Linked DNA regions of Macaca mulatta: region 1 is linked to region 2. Evidence: chromatin contacts called from public Hi-C data. All regions are on one chromosome and are shown on one strand. Each heading gives the region's core, a stretch centred on a gene start, on an enhancer-like site or on the middle of the called end of the contact. The rest is flanking DNA. Distances are from core to core; before and after follow the strand shown. Region 1 holds the start of ZNF112 (zinc finger protein 112). Region 2 holds the start of ZNF235 (zinc finger protein 235).

Region 1 (5,292 bases), core at 2,722-5,221, 43 kb after region 2:
GTGATATATGCATAAAGTGGATACTTCTGTTAAACAGAAGTAAACAGAAATGAAGTATTGATACATACAACAACTTGGATGAATGTCAAGAGCAATTTGCTAAGTAAAAGAATCAGGTCTCAAATTTTACATACAGCATCAGTTCATTTACATGACATTCTCAAAAAGACAAAAATAGAGTTTTAGTGGTGATGGTAGTTGCCAGTGGTTACAGATATGGTGAGGGGTGATTATGAGGGAAGACATGAGGGGAGTTTTTGGGGTGATGGAACTGTTCTTTTTCTGACTATGGTAGTTGTTATACAAACTATACCTGTGTTGTAATAGAATTGTACACCAAAAATAACAAAATAGCCAATTTTACTGTAGAAACATTTTTTAAAAACTTGTTTTAAAAACCTGGAAACACGACCTCAGTTATAAGGCATGGTCTATAAATGTTATCATTTCTAACAACTGGTTTCTTAGGAAATTTTTTTTAGATTATCAAAACATAACCAATCATTGTTCTTCAACTCTTCAATACTCTGAAATAGTTGGTGGATTCTATAACCTACCAATATTCAGTGAGATTAAGGAATATCTCCAGGGGTTATTCCTATTCTATTTTGATACCTAAGTCCAATTCTACACTGCAAATCCTTGATGCCAGCTGTCTGTTGAGTAGCTACTCTAACCATAAACCTTTAACAACCTTGTACGGTGTACTGGGCACACAAAGGAAAATATGACATGGTCCCAGAAATAGAAGAACTTTCAGTGTATAGATATAGATACAGAGAAATAAGAAACAAAGAGCTACAAGACTTAGGCAAGGCAAACTCTATACTGGAACACAAAATTCATCACCATCCTTCTCCAAGATACAACTCTCTTGCATCCCCTAGCTTTCCCAAGTAAGGACCATTCTGTAAGCTGCAACGAATGAAAACCTTAGAGTAGCTGCTGGCATTTCCCTTTCACGGTCTTGGATATAAGCAATTTATGATCCTCAATGTTTGACAATTATGACAATCAATCAAACAATATTATACTAAGTCGATGTTAGAGATTTGCTTTAAAATACTGAAACAAAAAAATAGGGACGGGGCGTTGATACAAGATTGGCAAATGTTAACAAGGGTTGAAGCTGGGTGATGCTTCCACAGAATTATTTTAGTCATATTACATTTGGCTATGCTTATAAATTTCCGTAGTAAAAACTTAAGGGAAAATTAAAGCTATGAAGCTTATTTGGTTAAACATGGGTAAAAATTCAAAAAGAAGTCTACCGAAGAGGAAAATATTGAAATATTAATATTGTTATTGTTATAGCCTGTGGTTAGCATAATTAATTTTTTTCTTTTACACTTTCTATACTTTCTTAATCTTTTACAATATGCAATCATTTATATAATTAGAATGTGAACCATAAATATTTCAAGTAAAATTAAATTACAGATAACTAAAACAACATCAAAAATTCAAAGCTCATTAACCTTGCTTTCAGGGTCCTCTAGAAAAATCCACACATGGCCGGGCGCGGTGGCTCACGCCTGTAATCCCAGCACTTTGGGAGGCCGAGGCGGGCGGATCACAAGGTCAGGAGATCGAGACCACGGTGAAACCCCGTCTCTACTAAAAATACAAAAATTTAGCCGGGCGCGGTGGCGGGCGCCTGTAGTCCCAGCTACTCCGGAGGCTGAGGCAGGAGAATGGTATAAACCCGGGAGGCGGAGCTTGCAGTGAGCCGAGATCATGCCACTGCACTCCAACCTGGGGGACAGAGCGAGACTCCGTCTCAAAAAAAAAAAAAAAGAAAAAAGAAAAATCCAAACATGTCTTCTGAAGCTGATACTAAACACATCAAGAACTAAAGCAATGGATGGAAACTATTTGAATTCAAATCCCAGCTCAGGCTCTTACCACCTGGGTGACCTAAACCAGCGTATGCTCTGTGTCTGCTTATCTTTAAGATGAAAATGGTAGTACCCAACCCAGCCTCAAAGGGCTCTTGTGAGGATTAAATACGTTAATTCATATCAAACTCTTAGAATAATCAACACTAAATGTTTAAATACTGTCTTTATTACTCATACCCAAGTACTCCCTCATCCGTTTCTGCATTTATTGAACAAATATCAGGGCATCTTCGAGCAGAATTTCCCAAGAAATGAAGGAAATATCGTCTCCCCTGGAAAGAAAGGATGATAAGTACTACTCAGGTGAGACTCCGCTGCCAAGTGCCAAAGGATCATTCCCTCCTTCTCCCTGCAGCCTTTTTCAAGAAGTCAAGGCTAAAGAAGGAAAGGAGGATGGGAGAAATCAGCACTCCTGCATGAATTACAGCGGACTACCCAGACAGCCGGGAGTGAACCTCTCCTAAAGAAAAATCTCTCACTGATCAGAAAAGGGCCAGGGATACTCTGCAGCTGGAGCTCTGACCCCATCCTGGGTTCACAGACGCTTTCGGGGAACTGAGTGCTTCTCAGAAAATGAAAAAGTGCTAATAACAAGAGACCCATCTTTTACCATCTGTCAGGCTCTGTTCTCTTTTTATTTAACTCTCAAAAGAACTCCATTAGATAGATATTAGTACCATTTTTAAGAAAAAGAAACATAGGCAGAGAGATTAAGATATGCGCCTGTTATTACACTGCTATTAAGTGGCAGAGCTGGCTGATGGCCAGGGGAAAGGGCTGGGGGAGTACAGAACCCAGGAGATCCCCAGTCCCTGCGATGTAGGATCCTGAACTCCCAGCGCTAAGTGGGGATGCGCCAGCCGCCCCACACTGGAGAAGGCTCATTCAAAGAAAACACAAATCCCGCCCTTCGCCGCAAGTGGATTCTCCTCCCCTAGAGCGACTGCCCGGTTGCTACGGGCCCCCAGCAAAAGGAACATCAGTACGGACAGAAGGAGCAGGACGCAGGGCGGGGAGGGCTCACCTTTCTGGGAGGAACGAAGGCCGCGGCCTAGCGTACCTGGGGCGGAAGTGGCTCTGCCTGCAGAGACCTCCTGGACTACGCTTCCCAGAATTCCCGACGGGATCAGGGAGCCGGCCTCAGCCTCCTAGAGCGGAAGTTACCCGACTACACGGGGCTCCCAAACTACACTTCCCAGAATTCCTAGAATAACTCTCCACCTCTCTGCCTGCCTGGGACGCAAGTGCAGGCTGCCAAGCTGACAACCTGGATCATATTTCGCATGTGCGGGTCCCAAAGGAATTCCTTAACTCCCCCTTCCCGGAACCGAAATGCTTCCAAAGACAGAGAGCTCGAATATATGTTTCTCTATTTTCCCCAGCGGATCGTGCATGAAAGGCGCCTTTCCTGGCGCGTGTGTCTCTGACCCTGTGGATCTTATGGACAATTCCCGGAATTTCTTGCAGGGCAGCACTTCCCCTTAAGTCGTCTCTTTCTCGTTTGGATAGTCAGTATTTGTATAGTTATTATTCTCTTTTGGTTAGCCGTCTAATTTTCTACTGCTAGTCCAGCTCTACTGCCTTCCCCCTAGAGTTTGAATTTATTTTTTCTTCAAACGCGACACAAACCCAAATAAACTCAACCAAATCGGACTTTATCTACCTACCAACCAAGAAAATATCCCATAAAGGAGAGAACGGAGAAGCTTGCAATACAGGAAGAAAAAAAAAAAGAATTACAGAATGGAAGCGATGTGTGCGCTAAAAATGCAGGTACTGAAAGGAAATTGGGCTGACTTGTACTGGACACCGAATTTAAGGAATACAGGATCTCAACCTTTCTTTGGATTACTTTTTTATTCCATTTTGGTGTGGACGCGTCTGAAACTGATAGTGCTATTGCTACCTACCATACTGTGTTTGTTGATCCACAAGAACGTAGATGCCAAGAATCCACAAAAAACAGATGCAGCCGTTGATGAGGCCGTAAGCAGAAACAGCAAATGGTTCCCACGTTTCCTCTGCTTTAACTACTGATGATGAAATGCGAGTCATAAGGCAAATGGAAGGGCTGTAGTGATACAGATAAAATGTTATTATTATGAGAAGGGATAAGTCCCTTGTAAAATCTTGAAATTTTTTTCTTCTTTGAGAAAAATCTATCACCTATTTTCACCCTGCTGTTGATCTAGCCAACACTGTAAGTTGTCTCATGGAGGACAGGATGATTTAGGGAGGACCGTAAAGGGGTTGACTCAATCAAGAAAAGGAAGGTGAAAATAAAAAGACGTAACGACCAATCTTTGAAAATGCTCAGTGGCTTAAAAGACACTATTAAGAGATGAGACTATTTGATTCTTAACAACTCCTTTCCAAGGAAATGTTTTTGAAAATACATATGGTTTACCTATTAAAGAGGATCAATCTGATAATAGGTGAGGTGTTGTTTTTTTTTTTTTTTATAAAATGAAAGGGAAATTTAAAAATACAAGGGACAGAATAATACTTTGTATACTTCCACTTCCAGTAATAATAAAACTAGTGATTTGGAACAAACATCTGGCAGATGAAAAGTTAGCAAACTTTTTAAATGTCAAAAGGCATTAAAAGACAAGATAATGGAGAAATGGTGGGTCAAAATTCAGAAACAGTTGGGACAGTCATGCATTTGGGGCTACTTTTCTCCTGGGAATGAATGGTCTAGTCTAGGATCTGAAAAGCCCAGAAGCTCTGCAGCAATTTTGACACCTATGTGAAGCTGGGGGAACAAAAGATTCTAGCAAAAACTAAAATGCACATCTTTTCAAGCACGCATAAAATTTGTACAAATGAGTAAAATGATACGGGATTTCAAAATACTGAAATACTAAATGTGTTTTTGAATACAATGAAATTTGGCTAGAAATCAATAAAAACACAACTAAATGATTCATGTGTGCATTTAATAAATATTGTCTCATCTCCAAACCCACCATTTTTCACTCTGCTTTACAGGGCTGGAATGGCGGAATCTGCAGCCAATCTTTCCCTACCTCCACACCCCCCATCTGGTTCTGTGTTCGGCAACTATTAGCAGAAGAGTATAGGGGTGGTGGGGGCAGGGAGATATACTATATCCTGTGCCTGCCAGTCAACAGTACTTTTTCTTGTAGCAGCTGCCTAATTTGCAGTTTTTCTAACACTTGAATAACCAATTTCATCATGGCTCCTTGTAAACATTATTAAACAACTTCCCAAAGATTGATCCTTAGTTGTCTAAGTCCTGAAACTGCAGGGCCCTGCTTCTGAGCTCAGAGACAGCAGAACCAGCCAAACACTGGCCTCTCCTCAGAGGCCTGAGTTTCAGAAGAGCATGACCTTCCTCTAGACTTCTAAGTTTTAGTAATTCCTG
Region 2 (5,427 bases), core at 127-2,626:
AGCTCCCTGCGTACTCCTTCTGAACCTTAGTCTCCAAGGAAATGAGACAAAGACAGGCAGGGTAATGTAACAGAGCCAAAATGCCTGGCTTCAAATTTTGGCATTTCTACTTATTTTCTACTGATCAGTATAAACAGTATAAGCAGTATAAACCTTAAGCGAATTATTAATCTCTCTGTGCCTTAATTCAGTCACCTGTAAATGGGGAAAATAATGCCTGTATTCTCTATTTCCTGCAGCTTCTGACAAGCAAGTGCTATTATGCTTCATAAAACTGCCCTTTTGAGTATGCTTTCTAGAAAATGAATCTTTCAAGAAACCCAGAACTCAAAGATAATTGCTCTGTCCTGTGAGTTACCATGACCCTCAGAAAAGTCTGTAACTGTGATTGGTTGTCTAACATAATTAGGTCCGTTGGTAATGACAGTTAAACTGCTACGGATTTTTTTTTCCTCCAATAGATGTAATTACTTGCAAATGTTACTCAGCTGGAGGAGCCTCAAGAAAGTCTCTTTTTCCATATGCATGAAAGCAATGACTACTAAAAACCTAAAACTCTCTAAGAAATGCTGTTACACTTAAGTTAACCACACGGGATTACTGGTTACAACCACATAATACTGAACATTTATTAGCGCCTCAGGACACCTCTGGCACTCTGCAAATCTGTAATGACGATCGCTTCTCTGAGATAAAACACAGAGGACATTCCCCAGGCTCCGGCTGGAACTAATCTCCTGTCAAGAGGCTAGAAAAGTACAAGAATCCAGGAACGGCCCCACATCAGGCAAGGATTAGAGAAGGGACAGCGGCTCCGTAGCTGGATCTCCGACCCCATCCCAGGTTCAGAGGAGTTTCCAAACAACAGGCGTCTTTTTGAGTATAACAGAATTAACGGCGGCATCCAACATTTTCCTATGCACTGGTTTTAAGCTTATTTCTATAAAATCTCATTTAATTCTCACAAGAACATCACTGGGAACGCACTAACCCTTTACAGGCACGAGGAAACTGAGACAAGGAGAGATTAAGTAACTTGCCCAATATTTTGCCGCGAGGAGCAGGCAGGACTGGCTCGTAAGTGCGTGAGGCTGGCTAGGGCAGCAGAGAGGGCGGGAGACCCTCAACCTCGAAGCACGACGCGAGCCCGCCCCCAACGCAAGAGGTTCCGCCAAGGGGACGCAAACTCCCGCAGTCTCCCAACCCTGCCCTCGAGCGCTGGCCACAGCTTCTCTTCCCCAAGCCAAGGACCGGTTCATCGCTGGCCCCACGCCCAGGCCAAGAGGGCTCGGAGAAGTCTTGGAGACCCGGAGCTGACTCACCTCCCTGGGAGCTATCTCAGGTCCGACCTCGCCTTCCTGGAGCGGAAGTGCCTGCGAGTGCCCACGGTTCGTGGACTCCACTTCCCAGAATTCCTAAGCGGAAGCGTCTCAGAGTTCTCTCACTCCTGGACTACAGTTCCCAGAATGCTCCAAGGGTCGTGCTTCCCACCAGCTGGGTTTTGTTTTGACTCAAGCCGGTTGGGTTTGAGACACTTCTCTGGCGCTACTACTGTCAGATTCCTTTTAGTTTTATTCATTTTAAAAATTCATGAGAAAATAATTGTAAAATTTTTAAAGTGATGGCATATAAAAGTGAAAAGTTCAGCTTGTATTATGAAAATAAGCTAGAAACCAAAATTTTTAGCAGAAACAAAGGGTAGGCTAAAAATGGGAAGCGTAAAAGTGACTTAGGCTGAGCTCCGATGGACGCCGAACGTTAAGGAATACCAGATCTCAAACTTGTGTCAAATGCCGGCTCCCCGAATATCATCAGCTCAACCTGTTGATAAGACAAACAACGGAATTTGTTGCTGATTGCAGCAATGGAGGACAACACTTCGACGGAGCGTTGGCACCTTCACAGAGCAAAGTGTCAAGGCAAGGTTGGAACTGATTGAGAACTGGATGTTTAAGGCGGGTCTTTCATTGCAAGGGATTTTATTAGTATTGCATAATGATCATGATACTACAGTCCGGGATTGGTGGATATAGCAAGGATTTTTGAAACAAAAAATCTTAAGGTGCAATCTATTGGTACTTTCTTTGGAAGAGATTGAAAATTTGATGGGTCTCTGCGGAAGCATAATGAACAATTAAACAGTTTGCTTGGGCAGGAATCTCCTCGAATAAAGGCCTGCTGATGAAGACAGCTGAACAATCATGTTAGTGCCGAAAGTAAATTGTGATGAAACGGGAAAAGTTCGCTTGTCCCCCTCCCAGGGCATGTAATGGGGGTGTGGCTCGTTTCTTCGTGCCCAGCTGCTCAAACCTCTAGGGGGAGCCTGCACACGGCAGGTTGCAGAGCTCCAACCCAACGACAGTGTCTAGGGGTGAATGTTTACAGCTCCTGAAGCCCCAGTGGGCGTATTTCACAGGGTACTTTTTTAGTTTAGCCATCCATAGGAGGCTTGTGTTAGCTCAATTAGACCCCTGCCTTATCGCAAGCACAAGAGGCGTCTTGTATCCCAGAGTTTCTTGCCTTGGTGTACCAGAAGAATCGTATCACACATGGGCTTGGAGAAAGACTGCAAGGTTTTACTTGCACATAAGTTTACTTATGAATGATCTATGGGGAAAGCTCTTCCCAAATACCTGAGGCTTTTCACCTTTCATGGGGATCGGGCTAATGCATAGCTGTTCATTTGGAAGAGGGTATTACAATTCATGAACTCCAGGGCTTAATCTCCACATTTGCCTAAGTTTGGAAGATCCTGAGATTTTTATTTTCCTTTACATACCCAATCTGCTTTAAAAATTTCCTGATTACCTAAAAGTATCTTATGACTGGTTTGTCAAATCAATATCCAGTCTATTCATTTTATTTATCTACTTAGGTGTATTTATTATTGAACACTACTGCATCATCCCCTTTTTCAGACCCTGGCCTGTTGAAGGAATTAGGTCAGTTGTTATGATGTTACACATTCTGGATTTCTCCAACTTTTTTGGCCTCTGTCCCTAGTTCCTGGGAGATGGCATTTAAACTCTTAAAATATCCTGAATTATAGAAGCTGTTTGTTATTCACGGTGGGCCACTCACACTCTATCTGACAGATTGTCTCTGACAGAAACACATCATGGGCCTCTAGATAAGTTATGCTAGTGAGATTACTTCAGATAGGTGCTGGTTACACCAGACAGATCGATCATGTGATTTGAAGTTTAGGACTCTGAGCCAAATAACATCAGCCTGTGTAGAGGATGGGGGCTAGAGATTGAGTTACACGTCAGTTCTTCAATCAATCACACCTATGTAATAAAGCCCTAATAAAATCTATGAATACAAGCTTGGATAGACTTCTTTGGTTGGCAAGTATTCTCATACAGCTGTGTGCTGGGAGGGTAATGTGTCCTGATTTCAAGAGAAAGAACCATGGAATTTTCTATCTGGAACCCTCCCAGACCTTGCCCTATGCATTTTCTACCTTTGGTTGGTTTTGATTTGTATCCTTTTGTTATAATAAAGCTGTAATTAATAAATATAATTTTCCTGGGTTCTGTGAGTTGTTTCAGTAAATTATTAAACCTGAGAGGCTAGTGATCAGAAGTGGTCAGCTGGTCAGAAGTGAGGGTGGCATGGAAACCCTTGAACTTGCAGTTTGGAATGAAAAAAGTCTTATGAGGACTGTGCACTTAATCTGTGAAGTTTGACCTAACACTGGGTAATTAGTTCCAGAAGTAATTACACCACTTAATAATATGGGCTAATACCTTTATGAACCTCAGGGCAGAAAGTATTTTGTTTAGAGACAGGGTCTCATTCTGTTGCCTACATTGGAGTGCACTGGTGAAATCATCATAGCTCACTGTAACTTTAAACTCCTGGGCTCAAGTAATCCTCCTGCTTCAGCCTCTTGAGTAGCTAGGACTAGAGGCATGTACCACCATGCCTGGATAATTTTTTAACGTAATTTTTTTGTAGAAATGGAGTCTTCCTATGTGGCAGAGGCTGGTCTCTAACTCTTAGCCTCAAGCAATCCTAATCCTCCCACCTCAGCCTTCCAAAGTGCAGAGGATTACAGGCATGACCACCTTACTTGACCAAAGTTTTCTTAATATGTGCATACCTGGGAGATATTGCAGGTTTGGGTCCAGACCACCGCAATAAAATGAATATCTCAATAAAGTGAGTCACATGATTTTTTTGGTTTCTTAGTGCACATAAAAGTTATGTTTATACTATACTGTAAACATACCATTTACCTGTGTAATAGCATTATGTCTAAAAAAAAGGCAATGTACGGCCAGGCACGGTGGCTCACGCCTGTAATCCCAGCACTTTGGGAGGCTGAGACGGGCGGATCATGAGGTTAGGAGATCGAGACCATCCTGGCTAACATGGTGAAAGCCTGTCTCTACTAAAAGTACAAAAAAATTACCCAGGCATGGTGGCGGGCACCTGTAGCCCCAGCTACTTGGGAGGCTGAGGCAGGAGAATGGCGTGAACTCAGGAGGCAGAGCTTGCAGTGAGCCGAGATCGTGCCACTGCACTCCAGCCTGGGCGACAGAGTGAGACTCTGTCTCAAAAAAAAAAAAAAAAGAAAAAAGAAAAAAGAAAAAAGAAACAAAAGCAATGTACATACCTTAATTTAAAAATACTTTGTTGATAAAAAAATGCTAACAATCATTTGAGCCTTCTGTGAGTTGTGTAATCTTTTTTCTGGGAGAGGGTCTTGTCTTGATGTGTATGGCTGCTGATCAGGGTGGTAGTTGCTGAAGGCTGGGGTGGCTGTGGAAATTTCTTAAAATAAGACAACAATGAAGTTTGCCCCAGTGATTGACTCTTCCTTTCATGAAAGATTTCTCTGTAGCATGTGATGGTGTTTGATCGCATTTTACCCACAGTAGAACATCTCTCAAAATTGGAGTCAGTCTTCTCAAACCCTGCCACTGCTTTATCGACTAGGTTTACATTATATTCTAAATCCTTTGTTGTCATGTCAACAGTGCTCACAGCATCCTCACTAAAAGTAGATTCCATTTCATGAAACCACTTTCTTTGTTCATCCTTAAGAAATAACTCCTTATCAAGTTTTATCATGAAATTGTAGCCATTTTGTCACATCTTCATGCTCCACTTCAAATTATACTTTTCTTGATATTTGTAATACATTTGCACCACCTGAGTGCTACTGTCCATTTCAGAGTCTACTTCCCAGGGAATGCAACCTGTAACAATGCTTCTCTTTGGGCAAAAGGCTCCTTTCTCTAAAGGCTGCTAATCTTTGACACATCACCCAGTCAGTGCATATTTCTCTTGGTACCATGCTTAGCTAAGCAATACTTCTTTCATGGATTCCGGATTGAGAAATTGCATTTTCCACTTCTATCATATAACTGGGTATTTGTTAACTCGATTTCCCCTATCAGTAGTAACGATATTATT

Evidence for each region. A called contact is a pair of places that touch in the nucleus more often than the background predicts.
Region 1: a Hi-C map of liver shows a contact between it and region 2, with 2.2 times the contacts expected there. The contact joins the promoter of ZNF112 here to the promoter of ZNF235 in region 2. A contact is called at or near these places in 2 of 14 Hi-C or Micro-C datasets (fetal cortex germinal zone and liver).

Annotation. Positions count from the first base shown.
Region 1 is chr19:56,731,003-56,736,294 of T2T-MMU8v2.0, forward strand. It overlaps ZNF112 (zinc finger protein 112), which reads right to left and starts at 3,972. Exons shown (of 5, transcript XM_077983245.1): 1 at 3,812-3,972.
Region 2 is chr19:56,690,206-56,695,632 of T2T-MMU8v2.0, forward strand. ZNF235 (zinc finger protein 235) reads right to left here and starts at 1,377. Exons shown (of 5, transcript XM_077983222.1): 1 at 1,041-1,377. The coding sequence starts at 1,259.